Linked DNA regions of Anas platyrhynchos: region 1 is linked to region 2. The links are chromatin contacts, called in public Hi-C maps. All regions are on one chromosome and are shown on one strand. The core of a region is the stretch at or near the end of the contact, and the rest is flanking DNA. Distances in the headings are between cores, read along the strand shown. Region 1 holds the start of CLCN3 (chloride voltage-gated channel 3). Region 2 holds the start of MFAP3L (microfibril associated protein 3 like).

Region 1 (6,040 bases), core at 222-2,721, 140 kb after region 2:
TTGGATAGGCTTGTTCTTATTAGCAGTCAATATAAAAAGTACAGATAGAAAGAAGGGATAAAAAACGATCCCAGGGTTATTTTAACTTGCAAGTATATACCTCAGACAGAATAGTAGTACTGTAAGCCACTCATGAACAGGACACCATAGAGATTGCAAGAAAGTCAGACATGGAGCTCCCTAGACCAGTGAAAATATGTTTCTAGAGGTATTGCAACACACGTTGTGCACATCATCTACTACTGCTATGCAAAGAGTTTAAAGGAGTGACATACCAGCAATATGTCAGTATGTATGGAAGGAAACAAAAAACAAGCTCCATTTTCCAGGGCACAGCATACTGTGTATTTTCACGAGTGCTGCAGGTAGATGCAAAGTCATTTTGTTTCAGGCTGGGAGTCTGAAGCTAGCTGCAGTTTCCCCAGAGCAGAACGCTCCCCTTTTTGATGGCCTGGAGCAGCAAGTTTACATCTGCCTGCTGACCAGGGACATCACGTTTAAAAGGCTTAGCCCATTTATCTGCTTTGCCTTAGAAAAACTGATGGCAGCAGTTGGTGACTTCTCTGGGGATTCTTTTTACTTTGCAGGTAAGCTTCCTACAACACACAGATGCATTGTTTAAACTTTACATTACAGAGCACTCAAGTTTGTTAAAATAGAGAAATAGCATTGACAACTGTCTGCTCTCGAACCTGCCTCCCCAGCACGCCCTCCCATTCCAGCAGCCGGTTTTGCCGAGGAGCATCCACGTTGCTAAGGGCCCCGGAACAGAGAATCCACCGCAGGGCCAGCAGACGGGGAGCGCAGGGAGCCAGGCAGCACCAGGGCCCCTACCGCTTCGGTGAGCACCAACTTGGTTTCTCTCACCAACTCTGTGCCCTGAACTTTGAGGTCCTACAGCCCTAAGAATGAGGTGCGGGTACCAAGAGGGCTCGGAAGCGCGTTCCGTTCCGGTACATCCACCCTAAAACACTTCCAACACCCGGTGCTTAACTTCGTATTCAAGCCGAGCACCAGGCACGCCTTTAACACGCTTTTTAATCGCTGTCCAGGCCTCGTTCGTGCCCAGCTCGGCAGCTCGGGGTGTGACACAGCACATTCAGCCCCCGGCAGCGCGCACACCCCGGCAGCACGGGGCTCGGCCCGCTTCAAGCGGCAGCGCCACACCAGCCCCGCTCTGCCCCGCTCCGCGCCGGGACGCTGCCGGGCGGGCACCCTGCCGGCCTGGGGGCCGCCGCCACCGGGCTCCCCGTCAGCCGCCGCAGGGCCCGGCAGGACGCAGCGGGCCGGCGCCACGGCCCCTCCCCACCCCCGGCCCCGCTCCCGGCCCTACCTGCCCGGCAGGCGCTGCCGCATCCTCCCGCCGCGCGCAGCCCGCGGCCCCCGGCCCAACGGCCCCCAACGGCCCCAACGGTCGCCCCTCGCTCCTAGCCCCGCCCCCGGGCCCTGGGGCTGCAGGCGACTTCCGGTAGGCGCAGCCGTGAGGGGGCGTGGCCTGGCCGCGGTACCGGGCGCCGCGGGGCTGACGTCGGCGCCGCCCTGCGCGAGGCGCGGCTCGGGGCTGCCCCCGCCCGCCCGCGGCCCCGGTGTGCGCGCTCCCCCCCCCCTTCGGCGCGCGTCGCCCGGGTGAAGCGGCGCCGTGGCGAAGGAGCGCGCTGCCCCCGCTCGGCCAATGGCAGCGCGGCCGCCGGGCCCGCCCGCCAATGAGCGCTGAGGGGGCGGGGCGAGGGGCGGGAGCCGCGGCGGGGAGAGCGGCTGCGGCAGCGGCGGGAGGTGAGCGGCGGCGGCGAGGAGGGGATGGGGCGGGCCGGGCCGGGCGCTGCGCTGCAGGGTCCCGGCCGCGCCCCTCACCCTGGCGCCAGCCTCGGCCCGGCTGCGGGGTGGGGGGGTGGCGGCGGCGCGCTCGGGCCGGGCTGGGGGAGCTCGGCTCCCTTCGGCATGACTCGGCAGCGCTCGGCTCCGCTCGGCTCCCTTCGGCGGGGCTCGGCTCGGCTCGGCTCGGTTCGGTTCGGTCCGGCGGCTGCCGCCGTGCGGTCGGGGCCCCCCTCAGTGAGGGGCCGCGGGGCGGGGCCGCCGCCGCCCGCCGCCGCCCGGTTCTCCTCAGTCTGCGGGGTGTCGCCGGTCGGCTCCCTGGGCTTAATTCGGCTGCGTCTGTGCCCTGCCGAGCCTCTTCCTTTCAGCCTGCTCCCGTGGCGCGGAGCCTTGCACTTCCCTTGGCGTTAGCAGCCCCCGTGGCTGGGGGGGATCCCGTGACGGCACCGAGCGGCCCCGGCCCGGGGGGAGCCCCGGGTGTGCGCAGTGTGTGAGGGTGCTGCCGGCGGGGCCTGCTGCCAGCGGGGCGGGGCCGCGCTGCACGAGTGCTGTCAGCGCGCTCAGGGGATGCCTGGATGCAAAAACAACCGTAAATGCCTCCTGTGCCTTTCCACTTGCAGCCCTCAGGGCATGGGGGGCTCTCCTGTGTGAAGATGGCCTCTGGGCCAGGAGTTTGGCTTGGTGCTTACCGCTGTGCTCTTCCTTGGGCCCATTCTCCTTGCACTCCTCAACCTTCTTGGCATTGGCCATGCCTTTAGTTTGGAGTCATTTGCACGGTTTGTGAGATAACATCCCACATGTTCCCCACAGCCCCCTGCCAGAATTAGCAGGGAAAGTAAGAGGGCTCCTCAGGAGCTTCACTGGCAAGCGGTACTGCTGTGCTACCTGTTGGCTTCGTGCTAGCTACTTGCTTCTTCCCTGCCCCCATTACAGGTCTTGTCCCAGTTTCCATCCTTCTGATTATTTGTGGTTTTATTTGTTTGTTTTGTCATTCACCTAATGAAATGCTTTGCAGAAGCTCCTATAGATTAGCTGTATAAGTTGTCAAGATCAAGTCATCTTTAGAAGAGAGATGTGAAGTTGGCTCGATACGGTCTACTTCTATTAAATTCACTAAGGGTTTTATTGCACTGTTTCTCTCTTTGATTATTGCTTCTCTTAAATTTGGTCAGGTAAATATCATTTGGATTACTTCCATCCTAATGGAAGTGTATTAGAAAGCTTGTGGTTATGTCTCCATTTCATTCATTTTCCCCGTCACTGTATTGCTTAGCATCTTTCCTGGATATTTCTGGTGATTAGATAGTAATGAGATGTGATAGTTGTTCCACATGCAGGTTGCTAGTGTCTTATTGTTACTAAAATATTCTTAATATACAACTTGAAATGCCATCAGCATTCCGCTACATAATGCGGTTTAATCTCAAAAGCTAGTCCAAGTAGTGAGAGAGTGTATTAAAAGTACTGAGTTGCACCATTTTGTAATGAACACATTTTCTATGTAATATGGACAAATAATCTAAGTTTTCAGTCAGAATTAAGGTTATACTTTTCTATATTCAATAATGATTCTAAACTTGACTGGGAATCTCTTGAATTTGGTCTATTTTTGGCTTAATTATAGAGAATGATATCCAAAATACTGGGTTTAGTGCTTCTTAAGAATTAACAAGGAGGGATTTTTCCTCTCCTAGCATACTTTCCCAAGTAAAGTTGAACAAAAGATTGTTAACCAGATGCTATAGTGCTGTATGATGTCCCCTTGCCAGCAGAATCAGTAATTATAGCCACTAACTGCTTTAAAGATTAAGTACAACCTTTTTTTGTTATGTACTGTATGTTGAGGTGAAAGATTGTAGCCTTTCTAGCAATGCAGCCTTTTTTCTACACCAACTGAAAAAAATGTACAAAAATAGAATTGAGATAAGAGTGGGCAATTTTCAGGAAAACTACAAAGCATGTGATGCAACTGAAGAGACAAATTAGTTCATGTTTTATTTTTTTGTTTTTTTTTAAATAAATGTAACTTGTTGTTGGGCTGGAAGACTAATTACAGCTAACTAAATCTGTTTTGTGTTTTTTGCCTAGTGCTTGAATAAAGATGCCTTAAGAAGATAACTATGGATAAGTATATTAAAGTGCAAAAAATTGGAGAAGGATCCTTTGGGAAAGCAATTCTTGTCAAAGCTAAAGAAAACAGCCAACAATATGTTATTAAAGAAATTAACATCTCCAAGGTGAGTGGTAGTATTAATTACTGATTCATTGTTTTTGTATTCCTGTCCTCAAAAATCATTATCTTCCTTTTGAAGATGTCAAATAAGGAGAGAGAAGAATCAAGGAGAGAAGTTGCTGTGTTGGCCAACATGAAACATCCAAATATTGTCCTGTATAGGGAGTCATTTGAAGGTAAGATTAGTTAATAAAGTGGAACTTGAGATAAGTGTGACTTTAGCAGTGCATACATCATACAATTCAAAAATCAGTGTTTCTCTTTTTACTAATTTTTCCATCCTTTTATTCCTTCAGTTCTTTCTGGTTGTAGTTTTTCAAAATTACCATGTACATTACAAAAAAAGAAATTGCAAATATCAAATAGAAATATTCTTGTCCCTTTCTAATATGATTCAGTTTTGGCTGATGCTTAAATGAAACGGTTGTGTTTTTCTTTTTCTCTGGAGTGTGAGTCTCCTTGAACAATTGTGTGTGTATTCTAACAAGTTGGATGCTTATGTGTTTTTAAAATAAGTATGGTCTAAATTTGGATATTGGCAAACTGGCAAGAGCAATTTTATCTTGGTCTGCTGTCTTAGAATACAATCTTCAGTAATTATGATCATATCATTGCTTTCAGAGATGGAAAAATAGAAGGGACTGTTTCCTTCATCAAGCTTTGAAGGTTTGAAGCTTTGAGAGATTTAATTCCAAACTGTTTTCACAGTGAATGTCCTAGAGAATAAGCAGAACAGATAAAAGATTGTGTGCCAGAAAGAGCAAGGCTATAGAGCCTGCTCTCTAACACTGCGGTGGTGGTGGCGTTTGTTTTTTGTGTTTTTTTGTTTGTTTGTTTTTACTTTTTACAAGATAGATCCTGTAATCTGTAGTTCATGTTGCTTCTTTCTTGCTGAAACACATTGACTTTGACTTTGAACATACTGATTTGGTTTATAAAACAGAGCTATTTCAGCATCAGGTCCACAAGAAATTCAGGCTGCTAGGATAATCATTTAAAATAATTCCAATTAGAAAGCTTAAGGAAGATACGAACACCTTTAAACTTAAACAAAATAATCTTGTTATGAAAGACAAATTTTGGGAGCATTTGGGAGACTTGTGTGACTCAGATGCTTTCATTAGGTTTGACTCAGTTTAAATGTTAGAATTAACTTTAATAAAATAAGATTTTTTCTTTTTAGCAGCATGTGATTAATTGTATGCATTTATTCATCTCTTCTCAAAATCACGTCTAATCTATAAGTAGTATAGGTCTTGTTTTACTGCTATATTTGAGTTGATACTCACGAAATGTTAAGATTTTCAGTGATACGTGGGTACCTTGCAATTTGTTTCTGCCTAATCCCTGTTCAGTAGTAATTGGAAAAGATTGCTTTAAGGAACAGAACTGTAGCTTCTCATCAACTATATTATATATGCTCAAATTTCATAGTGAAAACTTGGGTAAGATTTTTGTAAGTTTCTCCAAATTTCTTTCAAAAATGAGACATTAATGATATCCATCTGTCATTACCTGCTGAAAGTTTTATTAATGGTCTTCGGTCTTGGAAATGACTGTAAGTCTGCTATGAGAGCTGGTGATCACCACTTAATATAAGTAATATCTTGCCCAGGTAAAACTGCAAGACAGAATCAGGAAGACAGAGACAATTAACTGAATTAGGTCTGAAGTCTGTTTTTAGGGTAGGGTTCTATGGGATATTTGAAACAGCAAACGATTTCAAGAATGATTTTATATTATGTTTATTAAGTGACATCTTTAATTTCATGGTGAATCTTAGTATGTCAAATGATATCTGAAGCTACACATGAAAATGTGTCATTTTTGGTTGCTTTTTGTATGACACTTATAAGATAAACCTTTGCAGTGAAGATATTTGTAATGTTATGTTAAAGGCAGTTTTTTTTTTCTTCTTTTTGAAATATTTTTTGTTTTGTTTTGCAGAAAATGGCTGTCTCTACATAGTGATGGATTACTGTGAAGGAGGAGACC
Region 2 (6,318 bases), core at 2,196-4,695:
TAGAAAACCAAGCTTTTTATTTTACCGCATACCTTAGAAGAGAAGGCATAGGGAGGAATAAAACTTACTTGGTCATTCCTATCCATACATTTGTAGAGGACAAAAAGGACAAAACCAACAGAACTGGAAGGTAACAAATCCAGAACCTCAGGCAACAATTACCTTTACGTGGTTTTATGAGCTAAACTTAAAAAACACTGTAAGATCAAAAGCTTCATACCTAATGTTTTTAAATTTGAGTTTACTTCAAAATGTAAGGAGGAGGACTGAGAACAGAACACAATGATTAAGCCACAACACTCTAGGACATGATCCAGAGTAAGGAATTTCTGACAGGACTGGTACAAAGCAAGCTCTCTCCCCTGCCAGTTACCAAAAGAACTGTCTCCTTGCACTGGGTTTACATGGCAAGGTGTTGGCAGCAAGGGAGCTTCAAGGACGGCTTCTGTGAGATGAGAGGATGGGGCTGCCCCTGTGCTGAACAGAGGCCAGTCCCCAAATCCTCCTTCTGGTGGCCCTGCGTGTCCAGGGTGCCTGGGCTGCTCCACAGTGAACACTAGGAGTGGATGATGGCATGTGCTCAGCAGAGCTTGGCTGGATCCTGGGTTTGAGCCTCAGGAACATCCCACATGCCGCTGTGGTCAAGCCACTCAGTGGAGTCCTGCTCCTGAGCCCCGATGACATCCTAAAGCTGTCCCTGTAGGTATGCAGGGATGTCTTCCCCGCTCCTCAGCATAATCCTGTCCCTAAGCCTCAGGGCGATCCCCCAGGTGTGGCTGTGGGCGATGGTTACCCAGCTCCCTGGCTGGATCTCGAGGCTCCCCGAAGAGCGAAGTATAAAACTGAAACAGAAAAATATTCTCAGAGGTCATCTGAAATCCTGAAGGAAATTGCGAAGAAATTGGAGAAAGTGGCACAAGACACACCAAGAAACTGTGCAGAAAGAAGTGTTTCAGGAAGGAAGCAGTTGCACACCGCTGTTCTCTGGTGAAGACATGGGCAAAGCAAACAACTGGCACTCCAGGGGCAGATGCTGATTAAAGTGCAAAGGCTGCCAGTGACAGAAAGACCTGCAAAAGTACTATATCCAAGATCTGCTCCTTGTGGGACCCATGGGCTGCAGGGGGACAGCCTGCTCCACCAGGGGCCTCTCCACAGGCCGCAGGGGAACTGCTGCTGTGTGCCTGGAGCACCTCCTGCCCTCCTGCTGCACTCACCTGGGGGGCTGCAGCGCTGGTTGTCTCACATTTTTCCCACTCCTCTCTCTCACAACTGCTGCGTAGCATTTTTCACCCTTTCTTAAATACGTTATTACAGAGGTGCCACCAGCTTTGCATCTGATTTCTAAATGGAATATCACCTCATGCATCTATATTGATTGGTAAGCTATCAAATGTGGTTATTTTCTACAATAACACTTGAAAGCTTCCCTTTTTTCTTTTGTTTCTCTGCTGTTACCTTATGTTGTGTGGTGCACAGGCTTGTCTCAGCTTTTCTTATGTCTACTCCACTGAGTGGATGGAGGGACCTGAATTACCCAAAACATACAAGTTAATTTCATCTTAAATTTCTAATGGCTTGATTACAAAGCTTGCCTGATTCTGCTGTCCAGATACCACTAATTAGTGATACCAAAATGCTGTTTACTGTAAGGTAAACGGATTTCTCCTATTAAACAATGCTGTGGTTTTACAGGGGTAAAATGTGCTCACTGTAGTACTAAATATAAAAGGTCAGTGTTTATCTGCGGCAGGCATTATCGAACAAAAGCACAACATTCCCAGTTTTATTCTTTAAACTCTTTCAGCTGTATATAATTTAATCTCAAGTAAATTAAGGAGATTTGATAGCTAACTGGGAGCTGGAGTGCACGTCCGGAAGGCCTGCATTGCAGCCCCCACGCAGCTGACCTCTGTGCACACATGGAAGTACGACCAGAAAGTCGGGAAGGAAAGCACCTGCACAGGTCTGCACACCTGACAAACCAGCATTTCAGACACTGCACGAGTTTGAAGCTAGCACTCCCGCTATCTCCCAGAGACCCTAACTAGCACTTCCTATGCACCAAAGGCATCAAACGTAGCCACCAGGGTGCACAGTGAGTTCAGAAAGGACGCCAAGCTTGCAGCATATGAGACACAGAGAATATACCAGGTAAGTGTATCTCAGGGCGGCAGCAAGCGCAGGATCAGCCATTTCAAATCCTGGGCAAGGCAGCCTGACCTGCTGCAGGGCCATCCTTCTCTGGCCATCAGTTTATGGTCAGAGAGCAGCTGTGCACCGTTGGTGCTGGAAAAGGCAGTTCCCCTTTACCACCCAGCTCTCTTCCTCAAGGCTGCTACACGCTGGTTGCAAGAGTGAGATGGGGAAGAAAGAAGTGGGCAACACGGAGGAAGCACTGAACTGAAGGAAACTGCAGCCTAGCAGCACTCGCCGTTGCTTTTAACCACTGTGGTGGCGCAAGTCCCTGCTGCCTACCTGCTCCAGACCACAAAGAGCACTGCAGCCTCCGTGGCCACATCTACCTTCTGAGCTGCTCACAGTGACTGGGAGGACAGGCATGGGAGCCACATGAAGCATGGGAGATGGTGACCTCCCAGGAAGGGGCCCAGGGCAAATAACTGGTGGCTCTAATGTCAGTGGTGGGCTCACAGCAAGACGTGGATGTGAATATAAAAATCCCAGTGCTGCCTCTTCACCGGGTGTGTTGGTATCTGAATTCCTACAGCCATTTCCCAGAACACGGGCTTACTGCAAGGTGGTAGCCACTTGGAGATGGACTAAAGAAAAACGTGTGAGTTTTCTAATTACAGAAATTCAATGTATACCTGACATGCACACAGAGAGCAGCAGCCAAGCCAGCGTTAAGTCACAGGTCAGTTGCAAGTAAGGTCCTGTGACCGAAACAGCTCCTCCATCACCAAAATGCTTGGCTGGGCGAGCGAGAAGCAATCACGACCTGTTCCCTCGGTTGGCACCTGGCTCTGGCGCGACCTGACAACATCAGCTGCTTCTTCCCCGCTGCCTACCGGCTCACCCATCCCGGTACCCTGGGCAGCAGGAGGCAGGCTGCCGGCAGCCCTGTCTTGCCCGTGCCCGCACCCACCCCTGCTCTCCTTGTGGGCCAGGCGGTGGGGCCAGCGCCCGGGCCCTGGGCACGGCTCCCTGGGGTCAGCGTCCCCCTGCTCCCTGCACCACCGCTGCTCTCCCCCTCGCCTTTTCCTCGGCGGGCTCGGCACCTGCCCCGGCAGCTCCAGCCCCCGCCGCTCCCCTCACCGCCCTGTGCGGCCGCGCCCGACGGGACCCGCAGCGGGCGGCCCCTTGCCCCGTGCCCCCGCCGAGGGCTGCGCCGCCGGCCCCCGGCCGCCCCCCGCGGGCCCCGGGGCCGCCCCCCGGCCCGGCCCCGAGCATGCTCAGTGCCGCCCTGACCTACTTTCCCTGCCGGCGCCGGCGGTGCGGGGGGCAGCGCTGCGGCACGGCACGGCACGGCACGGAGCGGAGCAGAGCGGCTCGGCACGGCTCGGCTCGGCCCCACGGACTGCGGCAGCGCCGCGCTCCGCCCGCCCCGGGCCCGGCATGGCGCTGCGCGGGGCGCGCTGAGGGGCGCGGCGGCGGCGGGCGCTGCCGCGGGGCGGCCGCCGCGCAGGTGAGCGGGCGGCGGGGGGGCGGCCGCTGCGCTCCGAGGGGCGCTGCCCGGTGCCCGCTGCCCGCTGGGCTCTGCCTGCCCCCGGAGCCCCGGCTGCGGGCTGGCTGGGGGCGAGGGGGCGAGGGGGCGAGGTGTCCCCCCGGCAGCTTCCCGGGGCTGTCAGAGAGCGGCAGCTGCCCCGCTTTGCGGCGCTCCGCACGGCCTCCTGCCGCTCGGCTGCAGCTGCCCTCTCCTCTCACAGGACTGCCTCGGGAGGTCAGGGGCGAGCGCGGAGGTGCCCCGAGGTCTGAAGCGGCCCTGAAGCTGGGGGCGGTCCGGCGGAGCTCGCCGGTGCTGCTGGTGCCTGCCGGGCCGGCTCGGAGCAGCGCCGGGCAAGCGGCTGGAGCGAGGAGGAGGCGGCCCGGAGCTGCCTGCGGGGTCTCGGCCCCCCGAGGGGTGCCCTGGAGCGACTCCTGCGGAGCCCCCCTGCTAACCCCGCTCGGGAGGAGAAGCACCGGCTGCGGGCAACGCCACATGCAAAATGCGACCTCGTTTGGTACGTATTTGGCTGGAAAAAAAACTGTGAAGTTAGCTCGTGGTGGATAACGCAAAGGGATTTAAAGGGGAAAACGCAGCATTTTAGTTGGTAAGAGCCAATGCGTTACGGAACAGTTCCTCTCTTCACTGCAGTAGGACAAAATACGGCAGCTCTCCTTTTAGCGGAGGCAATGTTTGCTTGGCAGGAATCTTTTGTCTGGCTTAGTGTGTACAGTGAGCAACAGCACCATTGGGTACCGGTGGTTGCTGTAGTAGGAATCTTCTTTCTTTCTTTCTTTCTTTCTTGAAAGCCATCTAATCTAGACTGCAGTATATCAACATCACTAGATTCTGAGTGCAACTCACACGGTTTGAGTGCACGTCGCATATATACTATTTTTTTCAGATACTTAGACAAATCGCAGACCATCACCAAGAAAAAGCTTTCTTCCCACTTTGTTACAGAGATGTGTGGTATTTGTCCAACACAGGCAGGTTTCCATTGAGAAAGCTTACAGATAAAATAGCTGTGCTAACTGTCACCAGAAGACTGTAGCATAAGACCTGGCTCCTCAACACTGCCTGGAATTTTTTCATCCCTGCAGCTCTGAGCTGCTGCCTGGCCATGCAGATCAGCACCCTTGCAGACGTCTCTCTGTAGTCTTAATTCTGTTACTTAGTTCTGCTAAGTGAAGCAATGGCATTTTCTAACCATATACAGACCCATCTGAGAAACATCACTTCCAAAACAGTATTACCTTTCACCAGTTACCGTGATTAAAATTATCCATAACAGCATTTTAGAACATCTTTTTTTTTTTTTTTTTAAATCTGTCAGGCGGGAAAGGTGTGAAGGGCAGATAAAACTTGTACCTTCTCCTGTAAGTTCCTCTATCCAGATAGAGGAATTCAAACTGATTTAGTGATTTTCATTTAGGTAACAAAAAAAAAAAATTGGTAGTGGACTGTCTTACTTCAGAGTAAAGTGGTGAAAGTGGTGCCTGATTATCAGAAATAAGGAACTCTGTACAGATGCGTAAATCTCTTATTTTGGAAGAGGGCCACAACAAATGGGGGAATTACATTAAGAACAGCCTATTTAGGTTTAACATTTAATTGTCCTGCCACTCTGAGAGTTTCATAGCAACAAAAGATTTCTGCTGATATGTTCAAGTCATGCAGGAACAGGCACTGCACACTGCATTGCCACCGCGCCATTGTGCGTGCAGTCCCCAGTCACACCTGTGTGACCGCACGGTGCCCACTCCTACCGGCACTACTGGGTTTTCTCCAGTATGTCTAGTCCCTGGATAGTGGGTGCACAATGCCAGTGGGCTGTGGTGTGCTATAGTGTAGCAGTTCACATGGTACAGTTTTCATTTACGAGCATGTTTCTGAACAGTTATTTCAGCATGATGTTGCTATGCTAGGTGTTCTGTGCAGAATCTGTGATCAGCTTATCAAAAGATGGTTAGGCAGTCATGCGACTGCAATATTAGTCACATTTTTCAGTCCAGAGTAGATAAAATGGCACAAAAGTCTGAATTGTAAGACGTTCTTTAGTAAATTTGTGAGTTCTACCTAAATGATTGCACCTAAATTATGGCCATATATTGATGCACTAGGAAAGGGCTGTATTGATCCCATTTGTATACAAGCAAGACTCAAGTTTCTGTGTGATGCAATGCAAACTCCTTTGAATCCTGTCTGCTGTCCCTTCTTGATTCTCATGGGGGAAGTAGGAACATGCACTTTAGCCTAAAATGATCTTTTCTTCTGCAATCAGTCCCGAATGGTTAGATTCCTTTAAATTCCCCCTCACAAATTTAATCCTGTCCTAATCCCAGCACCCACGTGTAACCTCTTTGCGCAGTATCCCGGAAACCAATAAATGTGAAAAACAGTCATTAAAAGCTGGTAATTATATGCATCTTGCAATTCTATGGGGATGTAGATGAATTAGTCATACTTTACTCTGTGTTCTCCCAGGTTTTTTTTATTCTTTTATATTCCCACTTAAATGAGACCCTTTTATTAAAATACTGTTTCTAGTTAAACTGTATGTAGTGAATTGAAAATATTCACTTATTCAAGGCATTTTAGAATTTAAAAAGTAGAAGTTTTAGCTCTGCAAAGCCTTTCATATCTTTGTTTAA

Evidence for each region. A called contact is a pair of places that touch in the nucleus more often than the background predicts.
Region 1: a Hi-C map of skeletal muscle shows a contact between it and region 2, with 2.1 times the contacts expected there. The contact joins the promoter of CLCN3 here to the promoter of MFAP3L in region 2. A contact is called at or near these places in 2 of 8 Hi-C or Micro-C datasets (skeletal muscle and subcutaneous adipose tissue).

What each region holds. Positions count from the first base shown.
Region 1 is chr4:29,387,907-29,393,946 of IASCAAS_PekinDuck_T2T, forward strand. It overlaps CLCN3 (chloride voltage-gated channel 3), which reads right to left and starts at 1,472. Exons shown (of 14, transcript XM_027456427.3): 1 at 1,334-1,472. NEK1 (NIMA related kinase 1) reads left to right here and starts at 1,620. Exons shown (of 32, transcript XM_072037322.1): 1 at 1,620-1,773; 2 at 3,901-4,049; 3 at 4,125-4,221; 4 at 5,993-6,040. The coding sequence starts at 3,933.
Region 2 is chr4:29,241,746-29,248,063 of IASCAAS_PekinDuck_T2T, forward strand. MFAP3L (microfibril associated protein 3 like) reads left to right here and starts at 3,446. Exons shown (of 4, transcript XM_027456428.3): 1 at 3,446-3,646; 2 at 3,888-4,181. The coding sequence starts at 4,160. All of the region lies in intron 5 of LOC119716947 (a long non-coding RNA gene), which reads right to left.